3 separate regions of the Sus scrofa genome follow, and regions 2 and 3 are each linked to region 1. Evidence: chromatin contacts called from public HiChIP or PLAC-seq data. All regions are on one chromosome and are shown on one strand. Each heading gives the region's core, a stretch centred on a gene start, on an enhancer-like site or on the middle of the called end of the contact. The rest is flanking DNA. Distances are from core to core; before and after follow the strand shown. Region 1 holds the start of BTAF1 (TATA-binding protein-associated factor 172). Region 2 holds the start of IDE (insulin-degrading enzyme). Region 3 holds the start of KIF11 (kinesin-like protein KIF11).

Region 1 (3,332 bases), core at 389-2,888:
TCTGCACAAGAAGGAAATTTCAAGAGCTGCTCATTCCTTTAAACACTGTATCATCTTATAAACAGAATTCCATATTAAGTTTATGTATCAATGTGTTTATAACATATATATCTATATATTCACATTATAGGCAACCAATTAAAATATACACCTTCCTGTATTTGCAAAAACTGAAAACATTACTTGTATTCTCTCAAGGTATTTTTATAAATCACAAAATAAGAACCTCCTCACATTAATGAATTCAACTAATCTATGAAATAAAACTTGGATGCCCCTGCTACAGTTATCTTGCAACCCAATTCTCATGTGTTTCTCCCACACGCTCTTTCATAATTTATCTGGAGAGTATGCAAGGGATGGGTTATCTTTTCACTTGCAAAATAGGAATGTGCTCAACTATGAAAAATGAATAAAAACGATGTTTTCTGAACTGTCATCATTTCCCCCTTCAGTCTATGTGGTAGAAAACTACTCATGAAAACTAACAATAAACTTGCTCAATCTTTCTGACTGCTCTGAGAAAGACTATCCCCTATTTACATGTCCATATGCCCACTAACATCGAGCCTCTGCCAAAATGTATTCCCACCATTCTTTAATACTGGAGGAAAGAAGTTCCTCCTATAGCTATACAAATAAATGTCTTGCTGGTTTTCCTACAGTTTTCCTAGACTTTGCTACTGATGGGCATCACTTTAAAATAATTTAAGATTTGCGATCCATCTTTCGCGCCTTGGTTAAGAAGATGATGCCGATTCAATAATTTGCTACAGATTACAACGCTGACGATCGAGTAGGTACTGCCAAACAAAAGGAAGAATTATTTTGTATTGTAAAAAAAAAGTCCCAAGGAAAGAACATATCCCTAAAGACGTAAAGAAAAAATTTTCACATAATTAAAAGGTCATTTGGATAATAGTAACTCAAACCTCCCCGACGTCGACAGTTACTACCAAGTTTTCCCGTGAAATGGAGGTTAGGGATCGGCCTTAGAATACTATGAAAGAGAAGAGACTCTCCTAGAACTGAAAGAGGGAAGAGAAACCACAGATGAGAAACATGGTGAGGAAAGAGAAAAACTAGCTCTAACGTGCCAAAGGCTGTATTCAACAAGAAAGAGACGTTTTTTTAACCGATTTAGGAGAAGTAACCAGAGCCAAAACCCTCGCAGACCAAGGGGAAAACTCCTGAGTGTGGGGAGGAAGGCGCCCGAGCCCAGTGACAATGGGAACCGCTCCTTTCTAGGAGTGGGTGCACCGAGAGGAGACTGTGCCTCGGCCGGGCCGATTTACCGTCGGCTCGGGAAGAGCTAGACTTACCTGGAGACCGCCATGGCCGGGCGCCGGCGGTTCGGAGCTCGCCGCGAGCGACCCGCGGCGCCGCGGAGGCGCTAGTTTCCAGAGAGCAGAGCGGCGCAGGCCCAGGCCCCGAAGCAAAAGGGAGCGGCCAGTGCGGCGAGGGGCGTCCTGGCGCGGGCCCTCGGGCATCTGCCCCGCCGCCTACCCGAGCTCGTACCCACCGCGGCCGGGGCGCAAAGGTCTGAGACAGAGTCGGAGGCGGCAGTCCTCCGACCCGCACGACTTCAAACCGGGTGCCCCCAGCCCCGCTCTTTGCTGACGTAGGCGTCGGCACGCCGGACTGAGCGTCAGCGCGCCGGAAGTGACGTCAGCCCCCGCGAGGGTTTCCGCTTGGCCGCTGAGCCAAAGGAGTGCGAGAGGCTTCCCCCGGCGGCGCGCGCCTGCGAACTAGCTCGTGGTGCCCATCAGAAGGGGATTGTTAGTCTTCAGAGGAGGCAGGAGAGGAGAAGTAAGAGTCCCCTTAATTTTCTAAAAAAGGAAAAAAGACTCTGTAGCCCGGGTTCTGGAAGTTCAAAACCTATGTTTCTGATTCCTCCAGCCCCATTTTTGTCCCACCGGATTTTCCTAGAGAAAGCAATATCCGAGGGACCAGAGAACTCTCTAGTCCGGGTGGCAGTGCCAGAGGGAAGGGTGAAATCCAGAAAGATCTGCGACGGTACTTCTGAAGACACGGCCCAAATGTTTGCCATATTCCTGCCATATGTTCTGCATGGGCACTGGAGGAAAGGTCTTCTGCCAGCCATTTTGCCAAGTTTGGTTTCCTAATTGTTTCTCTTTTTGGTCCCGTCATTTTCTCATCAGATTTGAAAATTCTCAGCCATTTATGTTTATATTTATTTGCTTATGCATCTATTCAATTGCTTAACTTATTAGTCTTTTAAACATTTCTCTGTCACCTGGTGCAGGCCCTTATCTTAAACCTGATTTTTATAATAATTGTCAAAGGGATATTTTTCCAACTTCTTCAATTGAGCTAATCTTTCAGGCCTCCAACAGATTAGTCTTCAAGAAACACTGCTTTTATCGTGTCATAAAACTTGTCCATTGACTACTCATTACCTGAAGAGGCTATGCCTCAATCCCTGAGTCTTTCTCATCTGTAAAATGAAGCTAATGAGAATTACTATAGGAATAAAATGATGTCATGTATCTACAAGAGTTTACAAGAGTTTATAGACCATAAAGGGAAAGAAACTAACTTAAGAACCTACTGTGTGCTAATCATTTGGCATGCGTTATCTCACATAATTTGTAGGCCAATCCTGTAAAGAAAGTATTAATGTTCACTTTATAGGTGGGAAAACTAAGTTGGTAATTTGCCTGACATCCAAGCTAGTAATAATATTTACTGTTCATTCACTCAGCAAATATTAGTTTGGTCCCTGCTCTATACCAGACACTCTGTTAGGCACTGTTTATGCAATTAGACAAAAATCTGATTAAGCTGATGTTCTTTTTTCTTTTTTTCTTTTTCTCCTTTTTAGGGCCACACCCACGACATATGGAGGTTCCCAGGCTAGGGGTCAAATTGGAGCCACAGCTGTCAGCCTCAGCAACACAAGATCTGAGCCACGTCTGTGACCTACACCACAGCTCACAGCAACACCGGATCCTTAACCCACTGAGCGAGGCCAGGGATCAAACCTGCAACCTCATGATTCCTAGTCAGATTAGTTTTCACTGTGCCACAGTGGGAATTCCAAACTGATGTTCTAATATCTTGGCATATCACAGCCTCCTCCCACCTGCCTTCTCAGTTCATCTACCACCACTGAAACTAACAAGCAGGTACATTTACTGATTACACACTATATTCATTTATTCAGCCAAAATTAAGTACCCACCACATGCTAAACACCTCATACTAGAAATGAGGGCTTCAGAATAAACCAGGAGTTTCCGTTGTGGTACAGTGAAAACGAACCTGACTAGTATCCCATTTTGCTGTGGCTGTGGTGTAGGCTGGCAGCT
Region 2 (3,407 bases), core at 528-3,027, 580 kb before region 1:
TTTTGCAATTTATTTGTTGAAGAAATAGAGTCATTTGTTGTATACTGTTACAAACATTCTAAATTTTGCTTGATTGTATACCAACAGTGTGATTTAACATATTTGTCCCCTGTATTTCCCATAAATGGTATTTACAACTAGAGACTTAATAAGATTCAGCAAACGTGCATTTGACAAGCATTAACTAACCACTGTGCTTGCTGCCAGGTGAGATACAAAAAGACATCATTCCTAATCTGTTGATGTTTACGTCTATGAAAGTTAAGATTCAAATAAGTGCCTTTAGAGAGTAGCAGCTCTGATCAGGGAATGGTTAACCCCAATGGGGTATGTGAGAAATGGCATTAAGGCGAAGTTTTATAAAGTCAATGCCTTTTCAATAGGTTTTGAAAGTTGCTAGAGCACTAACAAGCTAGTACTGCTGTAAGCATCAATTAGCTCTGACAGCTGTGGAAAATGGAATTGGTGGAAGTGGGGGGCAGAGGCGGAAATGTGGGGTAATGGCTCCCCAAAAGAAATGTCTAGGTCCTAATCCCAGGAGACTTCAAGTGTTATTATTTGTTAAAATTATCTTTGCAGAAGTAATTAAGATAAGGATGAGATGGGGTCATCCTGGATTACCTGATTGTGCTATAAATCCAATGACAAATGTCCTTGTGAGACAAAAGAAGACAAGACACACAGAGAAGAAGGCATTGTAAAGGTGGAGACAGACATTAGAGTGATACGGCCTCAAGCCAAAAAGAAGCTGAAGGAGGCAAAGCAGAGTTTCTCCCCTAAGATCTTCTGTAGGGAGTGCAGCCCTGCCAACATCCTGATTTTGGATTTCTGGCCTTCCGACTGTGAGAGAAAAAATTTCTGTTAAGTCACTAATTTTGTTGTAACTTGTTATGGCATCCACGGGAAGCCAATACAGATAGATGGGCTGGAGCTAAAATGTAACAGTGTGGAATTTTTACCTTACACGCACTAGGATTAGTTCTTCTTTGCTACCTCGGTTTTCATCCCTCCAAGATTTGCCTTTAGCTGAAACTATATGATAGAAAGGATTTCCCAGGTGTTCCCACTGTGGTGCAATGGGTTAAGGATCCTGGGTTGCTGTAGCTGTAGTGTAGGTCACAGATGCAGGTTGGACTCAATTCCGGGCCTGGGAATTTCCATATGCCATGGGTGCGGTGGGGGGAAAAAAGAAAAAAAGATCCCCGAGTACCTCTTTGATGAAGCAACCCCTTAAAGGATCCTTCTCCTGAATTCCCATTTGAAGCAATAATAGTATTCAAAGCACTGTTTTTGGCTGCAGTCTTCGTCTGCCACATCAGCAACTTAAAAGCACTTAAACCAGGAAATTGCTAACCCTAATTGAGCTCTCCTTAAAGACCCCAGTAAAAGAATGTAACAGAAAGTGAGATTTGTAACTATTAAATTGTTCTCAGATGCAAAAAGGGACTGAAATACATTGACAACAGTAGGAGTACTACATTCATGCGTGAGCGTTTGTTTTTTTTTAAATATAGTAGTAGCACAGAATGGTAGTTTCTATTCTGGATTTGTAAACCCACGAATGTCTGATTTTGCTGTAGCCTGTCCCATCTCCACTTTGCCGGTTTCCCAGATGGAAATCCAGGGTGCCGGCCTCCCTCTCAGGGACCCTCGGTCTAACTTCTCCCTCGCCCCTACCCCGCAGTCCACGCCCTTACCGAGCTCTAGAGGGAGCCCGCGGGCCGCGCGCCGCCGCGGATTGGTTTTCCGTGAGGTCGCCTAGTCGGCTGACCTTGTTCCAACACCTGTACTGCTGCTGCCGACAGCCAACGGGGGCGCCTGGGGAAACACCGCCCCTTGTGCCCTCACGGTATTCATGAGCTCCCAGTCCTCCACTAACACAGCCAGATACACATCGCTCCCCTTACGCGTGCGCCCGCCGTGACCCAGCCGGACTCTTCCCCGCCCAGGGAAGCCTGGTGGCTGGGTTGCCGCAGCACCCGGCGAGACTCCTTCCAGCCCGCTAGCTCCGGCCTTGGCCGCCCGCCGTCCCCGCCCCTGTCGGGCTCCCGGCAAAACCCGGAGAGACCGCGGTTCGGCGGCTCCCGGGAGGCGGCGCGGCGCTGCGTACTGAGCATGCGCAGTGAGCAAGGCCGGCTCCGGCGCAAGAAGGAAGCGTTCGCGGTGATCCCGGCGGCTGCGCTGGGGTATGCGGTACCGGCTAGCGTGGCTGCTGCACCCCGCGCTGCCCAGCACCTTCCGCTCCGTCCTCGGCGCACGCCTGCCGCCCCTGGAGCGCCTCTGTGGGTAAGCGGAGCGGAGCGTCCGGGCCCTCGGGGCCCGTGGGTCACGGCGGTTTGGAGCTCGGGTTGCAAAGTGGTGATTCAGCACTTAAAGCCGCCGCCGCCGCTCCTCACGCCGCCCCGTCCTGCGGGCCGGGGCCGGGACGGCCGTGTTGAGGCCGCCTGGGGCCCAGAAGGGTGGCTGGAGGGGAGAGAGCGAGGAGTCTGGCCCGAGAGGAGGGCGTCCTACGGACTGGTGAGGGCGGACGGAGGCTGTGACCCGGGGTCACGGGGCGTGTGTCACAAGTGCGGGGGGCTTGGCGCACGGGCGCCGAGTCACCCCGGCCCGCTCCCGGGAGCCGCGCTGGGCCGCGCCGCTTCGGGGCAGGGGGAGTCTGCCAGTGAGGGGCTGGGAACCCGAGGCTGACGGTCCCTTGCCGTGAGGTAAAGGAATTCGAGTCCAGGACGACCGCTTCTCACCTTCTTCCCAGCCGTGCTTTTTCCTGTGCGAACTGAGTTTCCACTATTATAAGGAAATCCCTGCATTGGGATCTGTAAAAGTTTGCCTGCCTGCACTTAGTGAGTAGCCCAGTGTTGGCTTTCCTGTAGGGAGAATTTGGGAGCCGGAAGATGCGTAGGATCCTTCACAGCAGCTCCCTTGTTTCACACCTGAGAACCGAGGCCCGGAGAGATTGTGTGATTTCCCCACAATTGCAGGTTGTGGCACGAACCGGGATGGGACGCACGTTTTTTTTGCCATCCGGTGGCGTGCTCTCTCCTCTTGGCTACTCTGTGTATACGGGAAATTTTCAGTCTTGTAGCGAACGCTGAATATACCCTTTACTGTGAAAAAACAGGAATTGGCAAAGCTGGGTAGTCTTGTCTTGCCTAACTTGGATACATCAGATTTGAACCCCTCCTCTGGTTTAAAAAATATCCAGGATCTACTAAAGGCAGGGCACAGTGATGACCCTCTGTGTAAGGAACGTGGTCTGCATTCAGAGTGGTTGGAGCGAATTAAGATGCCAGAAGAGTGTAGCCAGCAAAAAAAACGGTGTGTTTGAGAGAATCAGAAGACTGGCAGGACGTGTCTTAGGAGCTCGCTGCGGAGCAGAGATGGGAGAGGGGTCTGGGCTGGCCTTTGAA
Region 3 (3,211 bases), core at 632-3,131, 600 kb before region 1:
CTAGGTCACTTGGCTATACAGCAGAAATTAGCACAACACTGTAAATCAACTGCACTTTTCTAATTAGTCTAATCTGAAAAGAAAAGCATTTCTTTATACTGAAATTGTTACAAATATTAGACACATCCCAAGCACTTTTCATTAGCGATAAACTAAAATAAATCTCTTTTAAGTTAAGGCTTGAAATGTATTGGAATAATAAACACGAGTTCAGAATAATGTTTAACTTTTGGGGAGGGATACAATGGGACACCAGCTGTAATGACTGTTTTGTTTCTAATCTGAGTGATGGATACACAAATGTTTGTTACACTGTTCCTTGTAATTTTTTACAGGTCTGACCTATTTGTAACTAGCAATAAAAATGAAATTTAAAAAACTAAAGCCCCACAGAAAAGGTAATACTGCCTGATGTCACTAAACAATAAAAATCATGTGAAAATTTGCATTTGTAACATGGGCTGCTTTTTAAAAAATCTTCAAAACAGGTTAACTATTAGCAGAAGCCCTAGAGTGCAACTAGTAATTGGTTATACTTAAGTTTACCATCAAATTTCCTCTCTGGCATCCAGTTTAAAAAGCTATTACCTTTGATATCAACAATTCAAGTCACCAAAGCTGTGTAGGCAATAACCTAAGAAAGTTTGTTGATACACTTTGAAAATAACCTTTTAATTTTAGAATATGTTTGGATTTCCATGAAAGTTGCTGATGGCAGAGTTTTTGAAACAATAACAACAAAAATAGACACACAAAACACACATACACCAGTAAACTGTAAAGGGCCTCTAAAAAGCTGAATAAATCCAATTAAGCAATTTGTACAAGTATGTTTTTCCTCTCCTAGTTCATTTTAAAATCGGGAAGTGATATGGAAACTAATCGAGGGAGAGTAGAACACCTTCACCCACCCACTGGGAAAAAGCCTTCTCCTTTGGACAAGAGAAGACCAAGTACAGTACAACTTAAGTTGTCTCCTCGATCTTTTAAAAACAAACTCACTCTACGACTTAATTTTAAAACGTTAAATACAGCGCTGTTTGTTTAATAGGGATTAAGGAAATATTTCATTTAGAATAAAGAGAACAGGTGACTGAATATGTTTTTAGAGGTTATGAAGTATGATAATCCCAAGACAAATGTTAAAACATTTGCAAAGTAGGTGTGCAGTCTTATTTCCAAACTGACCAACTGTTAGGAGTGACATATAAAAGTGACGCCTAAATCTCTGTCGACAGTTTGAAAGGAAAAAAAAAAAAAGCTCTTTTCAACAAAGAACAGCAATCAATTCTCCATAGCTGCTTAAACTACAAAGTCAGACACAAATATCCTTTCTTCTGAAAACACTAATTTACTCGCCGCAGCAACCTGGTGTTATTTTACCGAACTGAACGCGGGGAACTATGAAATAGGAAGGTCTGGTTCCTTCAAAAGCTGCAAACAAAATCGCTCTCCTCCAACCGCGCAGGAGGGAGCCCCACAGCAAAGCCCGGAGCTGGGAATCCAGCCAGGCTCGCCCTACCTGCATCTCACCACCACCTGGATATTCTTTCCCTTCTCATCTTTCTTCTTCGTAGAGGAATTCGGCTGAGACGCCATGACTGTCCCCGCCGAAAATCAAGGCCTGGTCTCAGACTCCTGCGCCCAAGGGCGTGGAGTGGCTCTGCAGCGTCGTGGACCTGGGTGATCTCCTTCCCTGCCAGGTGCTGCCCGTAGGCGGGAAAATCGCTCTCCACCAGGGACTCTGGCCGCACTTGTGTCCGGCACTATCCGGAGCCTTCGAACCTCCAACCTAGTCTCCGCCTAAGCCCAGGAAACCAAGCAACGACTCGGCGCCTCAATTTGAAAAAGAAGACCAAGTCGCCTGGCCAATTGCAGCGCGGGCGCGCAAGGCACCATGGGATATGGTGTCGTCATCCGATTCCACCCCGAGGGCGTGGCCGCGGGAAAGTGAAAAGCGGGTCCGTATTTGCTCGCCCAGAACCCTTAGTCTAGTGGGACAAATGCTGTAAATAGTCTTACGCTTCACTGTGGCCTTACTCGAATTACATAACCGTCTCTAAACCAAAATTTCCTTATCTGCAAAATGGAAATAAGAGCAACCGTCTCAGAGAGTCGTGTGAGAATCAATGAGCTAGTGCGGGTAAATAGCTTAGACTAGAACATGTAAGCCCTCAGGAAAGCTGGAGGTGATTTTAATTATTTTTAGAGGATTGTAATAAAATGCTGTGAAGCACAGAAGAGAGAGGTCCAAAGCGAGCCCGTTTCTCGGAGGGAGCGTCCAGAGTAGTCCTAAAGAATAATTAGGACGTGTTAAGGTGAGGCTACCACGGGTTACCAAAGAAGCTACCAAAATCGTGATGCAAGGACACTGCATGTCATTTTAGGACATGAATTTATCTTTATCCTTTAACTGATGAGAAAACGTCATTGCCAAATGATTCCAAGCAAGAAAGTAGGATCAGATTCGCATTTCCTGACAACTCTTCTGCAGTAACTTGCAGGCTCAGGTCGCGCTCCCCTCCTGGGACGTGGCGCTGCATCCAGCGGGCATCTCAAGGAGGTTGCGCGAACGCCTACTCGCAGCAGTCAGCCTACAAATCCCAGCAGGCAACGCTGCCTGGACCCCTCCAGCTCTCCGTAGGCGTACTCCGGCCCATTTCGGCAGTGCTTGGAGTGACACCAACAGTTTAGACGTAGGTCTCGGATCCAGGAAATAATAAATTATGGGCCTATGCTGTAGTCCGCTCTGGAAACTGAGCTTCTGGGCCACATTTATACCCTGGGAACCTAGATGAAATTGTAGTTTCTTAAGTGACAGCCAGATGAGGTGTAAAGCTCTCAGCCCCTTAGTGTTCCTCTGCATAATAACCTCCTATCATTCCCCTAAGGAAGCATCTGTGATAGCTTAGACGGATAGTTTTCCCCGCTATGCATAGCCAAATGCCTACTGATATTGAGGTAGGAGGAAGATGGGCCCCTGGGCTGAGAATAGCTGGGACTTGTTAGAGTAAATGGTGCCTTGTTTCTCTTTGACACTTCGAGGAGAAAGTTAATTGTAGGAACTGAGGTCTGCTAGAGTAGAAAGATAAAATGACCACCTCAATCGCTTCTTGGATCAAGAAGTTCTCCCCAATTACACATGCACAGTAAGACTCCTAGGAGTCAAAAAGGAAGGGTGTGCCAGGCCATAATATGTCTTGATACCATC

The links. HiChIP or PLAC-seq counts read pairs in DNA pulled down with a chosen protein or histone mark.
Region 2: an H3K27ac HiChIP or PLAC-seq map of alveolar macrophages shows a contact between it and region 1. The contact joins the promoter of IDE here to the promoter of BTAF1 in region 1. A contact is called at or near these places in 1 of 47 Hi-C or Micro-C datasets (psoas muscle) and 2 of 2 datasets of contacts at active chromatin or transcription factors (alveolar macrophages and skeletal muscle).
Region 3: an H3K27ac HiChIP or PLAC-seq map of skeletal muscle shows a contact between it and region 1, with 5 times the contacts expected there. The contact joins the promoter of KIF11 here to the promoter of BTAF1 in region 1. A contact is called at or near these places in 1 of 5 promoter capture datasets (fetal liver), 1 of 47 Hi-C or Micro-C datasets (heart right ventricle) and 1 of 2 datasets of contacts at active chromatin or transcription factors (skeletal muscle).

The regions. Positions count from the first base shown.
Region 1 is chr14:103,529,052-103,532,383 of Sscrofa11.1, reverse strand. BTAF1 (TATA-binding protein-associated factor 172) reads right to left here and starts at 1,638. Exons shown (of 38, transcript XM_003359291.5): 1 at 1,323-1,638. The coding sequence starts at 1,336.
Region 2 is chr14:104,104,941-104,108,347 of Sscrofa11.1, reverse strand. IDE (insulin-degrading enzyme) reads left to right here and starts at 1,777. Exons shown (of 25, transcript XM_001925381.7): 1 at 1,777-2,286. The coding sequence starts at 2,189.
Region 3 is chr14:104,124,509-104,127,719 of Sscrofa11.1, reverse strand. It overlaps KIF11 (kinesin-like protein KIF11), which reads right to left and starts at 1,881. Exons shown (of 22, transcript XM_003133148.4): 1 at 1,523-1,881. The coding sequence starts at 1,599.